Linked DNA regions of Sus scrofa: region 2 is linked to region 1. A link is a contact called in public Hi-C data. All regions are on one chromosome and are shown on one strand. Each heading gives the region's core, a stretch centred on a gene start, on an enhancer-like site or on the middle of the called end of the contact. The rest is flanking DNA. Distances are from core to core; before and after follow the strand shown.

Region 1 (3,213 bases), core at 415-2,914:
TCGAGTGGCCGGGAGCCTCCATCGTGTCCAGCATCGTCTGCCCAGCACAATCTCCTGCAGGGACACACACCGGCCGGGTCAGAGCCGCAGCCAGCCCTCGCCGCCTGCACCCAGCCCGGCGCTTCTCCCCTCCACTTCCCCTTCCCCTCAGCTGGGCAGGGGCATCGAGCACCGCGGCCTGGGCGCTGGCGGAGGATCCGCGGCCTCTGGGAGTGGGAGCCTGGGCCGGCCGGCCCGGACCAGGAGAAGGAGTCGAGACTGGCTGGTGGAGAAGAGGCCAGGCTGGCCTGCGCCCCCGGGCCCGGATGCCGCCAGGCGCACGGCCTGGGTTCTGGGGGCTTCTGAGGAGAAAGCTGTTGGTGCGAAGTCACCCTTTGGGAAACAGTTACCCGATTTGAGGAAAATGTCCGCTTCAGGAAAAGTCATTCAAGGCCGAGAAGTTTGCCCAAGTGGGATATAAGGGAGCCGCGTAAAAAAGCGCCTCCCGCCTCGGGAGAAGTTGCCCCAGTTGGGGAAGTGGTCCGTAGGAGGGGAGCGCGGTGCCCGTCGTGGCGCCGCCCTGGCCGGGGGCTGTCAGGCCCTCTCCGTTGGGCCCCGGGCGGCGGCCGGCGCGCGGGGAGCGGAGGCAGCGGCTGCCGTGGCGGGCAGAGCACGAAGGCCGGCCCGGCGCGGGGAGGGCGTTATATCGGGGCAGGAGGCTGAGGCAGGAAGCAGGTGGGGGGAGGGGGGAGCCACGCAGCTCCCAGGGGAGGGAGGGGGCAGCGCCCCGGGCGGGCACGGCGCACAGCCGGCTGCGGCCCTGACCCTGGCTGCGCCCCACCCGCGTCCCGGCCCTGGCCTCGGCCTCCTCTCTGCATTCGCCGGCCCGGCGCCTCCCTCCGCAGCTCCCCTCGGCCCCTTCTCCACGGGAACTCCGCCGCCCCAAACTTGGGGAAAAGTTTCCCAACTTCGGGCTGGCCGGGAGGAGCGCGCCAGGCCCCGTGCCTCGGTCGCAGCTTTTCCTCTCGGCCCCCAATTTCGGCAGAGCCAGGCGCTGCCGGGCCTGAACCGAGCCCAGAACTCCCCGGCCGTCCGCTGCCCGCCCGACCCTTCTCCCCGCCTGGCCCGCAGGGCCTCGCGGCCCGTTACCTGAGGCCGCAGCCCAGCCGGGCTTCCCTCCCGGCGGCGGTGGCAGCTCCTTGCCGGCGCCCCACCCGCCCCGCTGCCAGGCGCCGCGCTGTGCCAGGGCAGCGCCCCTGCCAGCCCCGCCCGCCAGCTCCCCTTCCCTTCCCCTCGCCTCTGCAACCCATGTGCGGGCAGAGCCGGGCCCGGGCCGCTGACCCCGCCATGAACCCGGCGCAGAGTAGCGTCCCGGCGGTCCTGAGTTCTCTAGGAGCGACACCCGGAGCCCTGAACGCCAGCCGCGTTGGGGCGCCCGCGCCGGAGGATGCGCCCGAGGCGGCCAGCGCGCGAGGACCGGGCGTGTCCGGGTCCCCTGTCCCTCCCGGTCCCCAGCCCGAGGACCCACCTGGGGGGCATGTCGGAAGCCCCGGGCCCGGCTGCCGGCGGATCCAGGGGGGACGTGGCTGCGCTGCGCTGCCCTCCGCCCTCCGGGCCCCCGGTCGGTCTGTCCTGCTGGTCCGTCCTCCCCGCGTCCTGGTCGCGTCTCAGCCCCGCTGCTCTTTCCGCACACTCTTATCTGGAGCGGCCCGGGCCGGCAGGCGCCGCTGCAGCTATGGCGCCACCTCGCGGCGAGACTTGGCGCGGCACAGCCGCGACCTCCCTCCTGCGCACCTGGGCTGGAGGATCGCAGATGCAGGGCTGGCGGAGGCGGGGGCGGGGGGGGCTGTTCGCAGGTTCAGCCTCCCAGATGTGCCCATCTGGAGACCCAAGCCTCGGACCTGCGAGCCCCACAAGCCTCGGGATTTTGAGCTGAATGATCCCATGTACATATTTCTAAATTCTCAAATTGCCCCAATTCAGAGAAGTCTTGCCCACAAGGAGGAGACTCTGGTGAAAGTAGATGGTGTAAGAGAGGTTCCGAAAATCCTAAGGAAGAAAAAGATAGACAAGATAGTAGGGTACCCCCTAGATATTCCTGGGTGGGACTGTCCGTTTGTACCCACCCACCCCCTCAACACACCCTCCCTCACTCAACCCTGTGGGTATGGTATGCACAGAATAAACCCATCTGCACCCAGATCCTCTCTAGGCATTGACACTCGAAGGCGCTCATGTTTGCATACACACCTGCCCCCTTACGAAGTCCCGGCTTTCTGGCATACTCAGGGGGCTGCCATGTAGAGCCCTCTGTGACCTGGGCAGAAGTGGTACCCAAACAGTGCACGCTGAACTTGCATATCTCTGGAGGGACCCCAGGATGTGTGACAGGGGAACGGCTGGACAGAGCCTCTTGGGTGGTCCCGCAGAAGAGACCTAAGCTCCCAGATACCCTGTGCGAGCCATTTTTGAGGTACGCGCAACGGTCTTACAGCAGGGCCTGGAGCCCAGGATCCCCCGCAGGGTCCTGCACCCCCAAGTGAAGGCCCATTTCCTGCAGGTGACGCCCCTTCTAGGAGGGAGGGGACCCCTGCACTGGTGAGCGGGCAGTGGCACAGCTACTCCGGAAGTGTACCGCGCCGCCCCGCCATCACGCCAGGCCTGAAGCCAACGCCTGCGTGGCTGAGTGGATCTCCTCAACCCACGCTCCGCCTCCTCCCCGCACCTCCTGACCCCCGCCCACACGTGGAGGGTGGGAGTGGGTTCCGAGAAAGCCTGCAGCTTTTGATTGGCTGTGCCTCCCTCAGCCGCGGCGCACGAGAAGATGGGGCGCAGAGTTACCATAGTAACCGATGAGGTTCGCCCAGATCGCGTCTCTCCGAGGCCTTGGAGAGCTTAGCAACCGTGCAGGACCGCTGGGCGGTGGGGACGGCGCTCGCCGCACCCCCGCGCTGCCCTCCGCCCCCACGCCCCCGCCAGAGGTAGTGGCTGAGTCATTCATTGAAGAGCCGCCCGCGCGGTCGCTCGCAGTCCCAGACAGACACCAAGGTCTCGGGCGCCCCCCAGAGGCTCCCTTTCCTATACAGGCAACTACATGGCCTTGGGACCAGGCGGCGGCTCCTGGTCCCCAAAGGTTATTTTGACCCCCACTGCTTCCTGAGTCTGCCCTCACCCTGTTTCCACTCCTTGTTCTGGGTCTATCTTATCCCAGTCCTCTGCTCCGACTCCCCCACA
Region 2 (3,532 bases), core at 297-2,796, 100 kb before region 1:
CCTCTCAGCCCAGGGGCCTGACTGGGGTAAGCTGAGGTGATGTCGCTCAGGTTCCAGGAATTACCTCATCCTTTTGCAGATATCTTAACTTTTGAGCTCAGACATCTCACCTCGTTCTTCAGAGTACTTCTTCCTTTTGGTGTTAGTTTCCTGATACTCCCCTTTTCCCACTCCCTTGAGGAGTCACCGTATGGCCTCTGGGTGCCTAGTCAGTTGTGTTTGTGTCCGTATGGTGCTTAGCGAGGGAGGAGATAGCTGATGGTGAGGTGTGAAGTCCCACTGAGACACCAGAAGAGAGTAGCCACTCAGGACAAAACCAGTCTGAAGGGATCAGAGCAGAAATGAGCTTTCATCGGGGCACTTCCTGCAGGAATACACTGCGGGAAGGTGTATTCCTTCAGTTCTGCTCAGTCTAGCTGGGCCTTTGGGCCACTTCACCTTTCTGAGTTGGGAACTTGGGGACACTTCCTATGTCTTTTGGCATCAAGCTGGTGTCTTACAAATCAAAACTAGGGCAGGAGCTCTCATCCACTTCATTTTTGCAGTGAGTCTTAAGGTTTTGGCACAAGGTGGGTGGTAATGGGCAAGAGGCAGATGTGGGCAGGGGTCCCTAGTGGTGGCCAGCAGTCTCTGGGAGGAGTCAGTTTTGGTTTATCTGAGCCTTAGGGGACAGGGGAGCATGGTAATGAGAACCACATGGTACCACATATTTCTTCGTCTTGGATCCAAGATGGTAGGGGTGGGAGGATGAGAGAGGGATGTGGGGCCTCCCACTGTGGCAGCCGTGGGTAATTTTCTGCCGCCTCTCCCTTGCTGAAGATGCTGCTGCCCACCCTCCCCACCCCCGGCTATGTCCTGAAGCAGCCTTGACCTGCACGGCACCAACCAAGGCCCCCAAGCCAAGAATTCAGCTGGGAGACTTTTCACCTTCTTCCTTCTCACTGTCGTCTTTCCTGTTTATTTTCCAAATTGCTGCTCTGCAGCCGAGCAGTGCCTCTTGGCCAGAGCTCACCAGCACTGTGGGATCAGACTCAGGCAGTGGGCTCAAGTGGCCAGCAGGGCACTGGGGGAGGAAGCGGGGAGCTGGAAGAGCCTCCCTGTGCGTCTCCCATGGGCAGCGCTAACCTCGGAGGCGGCCCTGAGCAGCCCTATCACATCCGGTGCTTGTCTCTGCAGCCGGGACCGGAGGATAAACTATCAGAGCTGTGGGGCAGTGCATCATTCCTCTTATTATTTTCTTCTCTGCAGATGGGGTCGTGGAAAGTTCAGTTCCTTTTAACCCTCGAAGTTCTGTTTATTCTACAGCTGGTAGCCTGAATGCCGCGTTTCCCATTACATCACAAAGGGGCTCAGGCAGATCTCTGCACTGAAACGTGTTGCAACTGTTTATTTTTTTCCATATTTAAACATTTCTGACAGCCAAACTCAGCCGAGCCAAAAGATGGAGCTTTGTGAATGAGTCTGGTTGTCGGTGTCTGTGCAGAGAGAGGCTTTAGAAAGCTCTCGTCCCTCCGGTGATTCTTCCCAAACATGTTCCTTTTCCTGGGCAAAGCCTGCGAGGCGAGCTCCTTGTGCAGTACACGTGTGTTGATTATGTGCCGTTGTGTGATTAATGGAGCTGTGTTCCGCCCAGTTCCCAGGACACTCTTGAAAACAAGATGTTTCATTTCATTGCCTTTTCCTAGTGCAGTTATTACAGTAAATAAACCAGTGCAGGCTCCTTCCACCTGGAGCCAGTCGGGGAGTCCCCACACCTCTACTCCACGTTCTCCCCCGGCATCACCTTCTGTGCCATGTCCCTTGAATGTCCTCTTTTCTGCTGTCTCCCAAAGGCTCCCGGTCTCCAGGAGAAACGAATTGCTCAGGTCCGAGGCCCCTCCCTGGCAGATTTGGCTCATGCGCAGTAACTCCTCTGGGAAGATTCCAGGATGTAGCTCGCTCTTACAGCTCACTTTGCTTCTTGCCGCTCCATCTCTTGCGCCTAATTGTAAAGTTTTTCTTTGTTATTTTATGCAGTTCCCTCCTTTTAGAGTGCAACTTAGCATCCATAGAGCATTGCTTGTTTCAGACTCGCTGGTTAGGTAGTCTTCTGGAAAAGAAAGCCAAGTCTTGTACAGCCTGGGGCCTATAGACTTGGCAGGCCCTGGATCTGACCACAGTTTGGCTACTTGAGCTATGTCCTCTGCAGACAAAAAAGAAAGCTCTAAGGATCCTTATTAGCACCCACCAAAGCAGGGATCTGAACCACAGTTGTTTTTTGTTTTTTTGTTTTTTTTGGACAAATGGTGGTAACAAATGATTCTGCCTGGAGTTTGAAGTGGGGAGATCCAGACCTTGCATTTTCAAGATTTCTGCTCAGGTTCAACCAGGACCTGGTGATAATGCAGTTAGGGATGACCAGCCATCCCAGTTTGCCCAGGACTGAGAGGTTTCTTGTGACATGGGGCTTTCAGTGCTAAAACTGGGACAGTCCCTATATCTGACCTTCCAGAAGTGCGTGACAGAAGCGGGAGTGGGATGAGGATGACCAAGGTGGCCCTGGTACTGGTTCATCTGCTGAAATGCCCGGGAAGCTTCACCCTCCTGGGAGGATCTTGGCAGGCCAGATATGAGGTGTTTGTCGGGTGTGTGTTTGTTTTCCTACTTGTATATAGGAGGAGATCCCCCCCCCCCTTTAGGGCCACACCTGCAGCATATGGAAGTTCCCAGGCTAGGGGTCGAATTGGAGCTGCAGCTGCCGGCCTACACCACAGCCATAGCAACGCCAGATCTGAGCCATGGTCTGTGACCTACACCACAGCTCACAGCAATGCCAGATCCTTAACCCACTGAGCGAAGCCAGGGATCGAACCCACGTCTCCGTGGATACTAGTCAGGTTCATTACTGCTGAGCCACAAGGGGAACTCCTAGGAGGAGAGTTCTAAACATTGTAGGGGACTAGGGTCGGGGGGCGGGGGGTAATAGCCATATGAGTCTGTGGGATGTGACCAGCCCCTCTGACCATGAGGAAGGCAGGGAGATTGGCACTGTGTTGCTGTCTGTGTGGCATATACTTGGCTGGACAGGAGTTGGGGAGTTCTGGGAGCCGCCCCAGGCACTGGTTGTCTTGACTGTTTGAGTAAGTGTCTCAGGCACACTGTCTGGAAAGGTGACAGGACCTGCATTAGGCAACTGATTCTCTAAATTCTTTTTCCTTTCTGGTTAGGATTAAAAACTCCCCTAATCAATTTCAACTTCGCATAGATGGACACACACCCACCAGATTACTGCCATGAGTGCACAATTTTGTATCCTAGCTTTCTGGGTTAGATTTCCTGGCAGATGCCAGCCATAGACAACATTTGCCACAAGTACCTCCCTGCCACAAGTGCTTAGAATACTGTAACTGGTCCCTCTTTAGAGCTGCTCTTTTCTTACCTTATGTCTCACAGGGTTGCTGTGGATGTGTGGTCAATGCTGGCTGATTTCTGTAACATACTGACTGCAGTGAATCAGTCTGAGGTGCCACTGTACAAGGACCCGGACGATGAC

What was found. Hi-C and Micro-C count contacts between places; a contact is called where the count stands out from the background.
Region 2: a Hi-C map of retroperitoneal adipose tissue shows a contact between it and region 1, with 2.0 times the contacts expected there. The contact joins the enhancer-like site here to the promoter of HIC1 in region 1. A contact is called at or near these places in 11 of 47 Hi-C or Micro-C datasets (embryonic fibroblasts, fetal heart ventricle, heart right ventricle and 6 more) and 1 of 2 datasets of contacts at active chromatin or transcription factors (skeletal muscle).

The regions. Positions count from the first base shown.
Region 1 is chr12:48,166,312-48,169,524 of Sscrofa11.1, reverse strand. It overlaps HIC1 (hypermethylated in cancer 1 protein), which reads right to left and starts at 1,664. Exons shown (of 2, transcript XM_005669112.3): 1 at 1,508-1,664; 2 at 1-54. The coding sequence starts at 34.
Region 2 is chr12:48,270,270-48,273,801 of Sscrofa11.1, reverse strand. SMG6 (telomerase-binding protein EST1A) reads left to right here. Exons shown (of 19, transcript XM_021067586.1): 13 at 3,433-3,532. Among named protein-coding and RNA genes, the nearest start is that of HIC1, 100 kb to the right of the region's middle. Within about 2 kb of position 1,546, at least 34 of the 83 cell types and tissues checked have an H3K27ac peak or open chromatin away from gene starts, as enhancers often do. A contact at or near this core is called in liver, omental adipose tissue, retroperitoneal adipose tissue and 1 more, where this site is marked.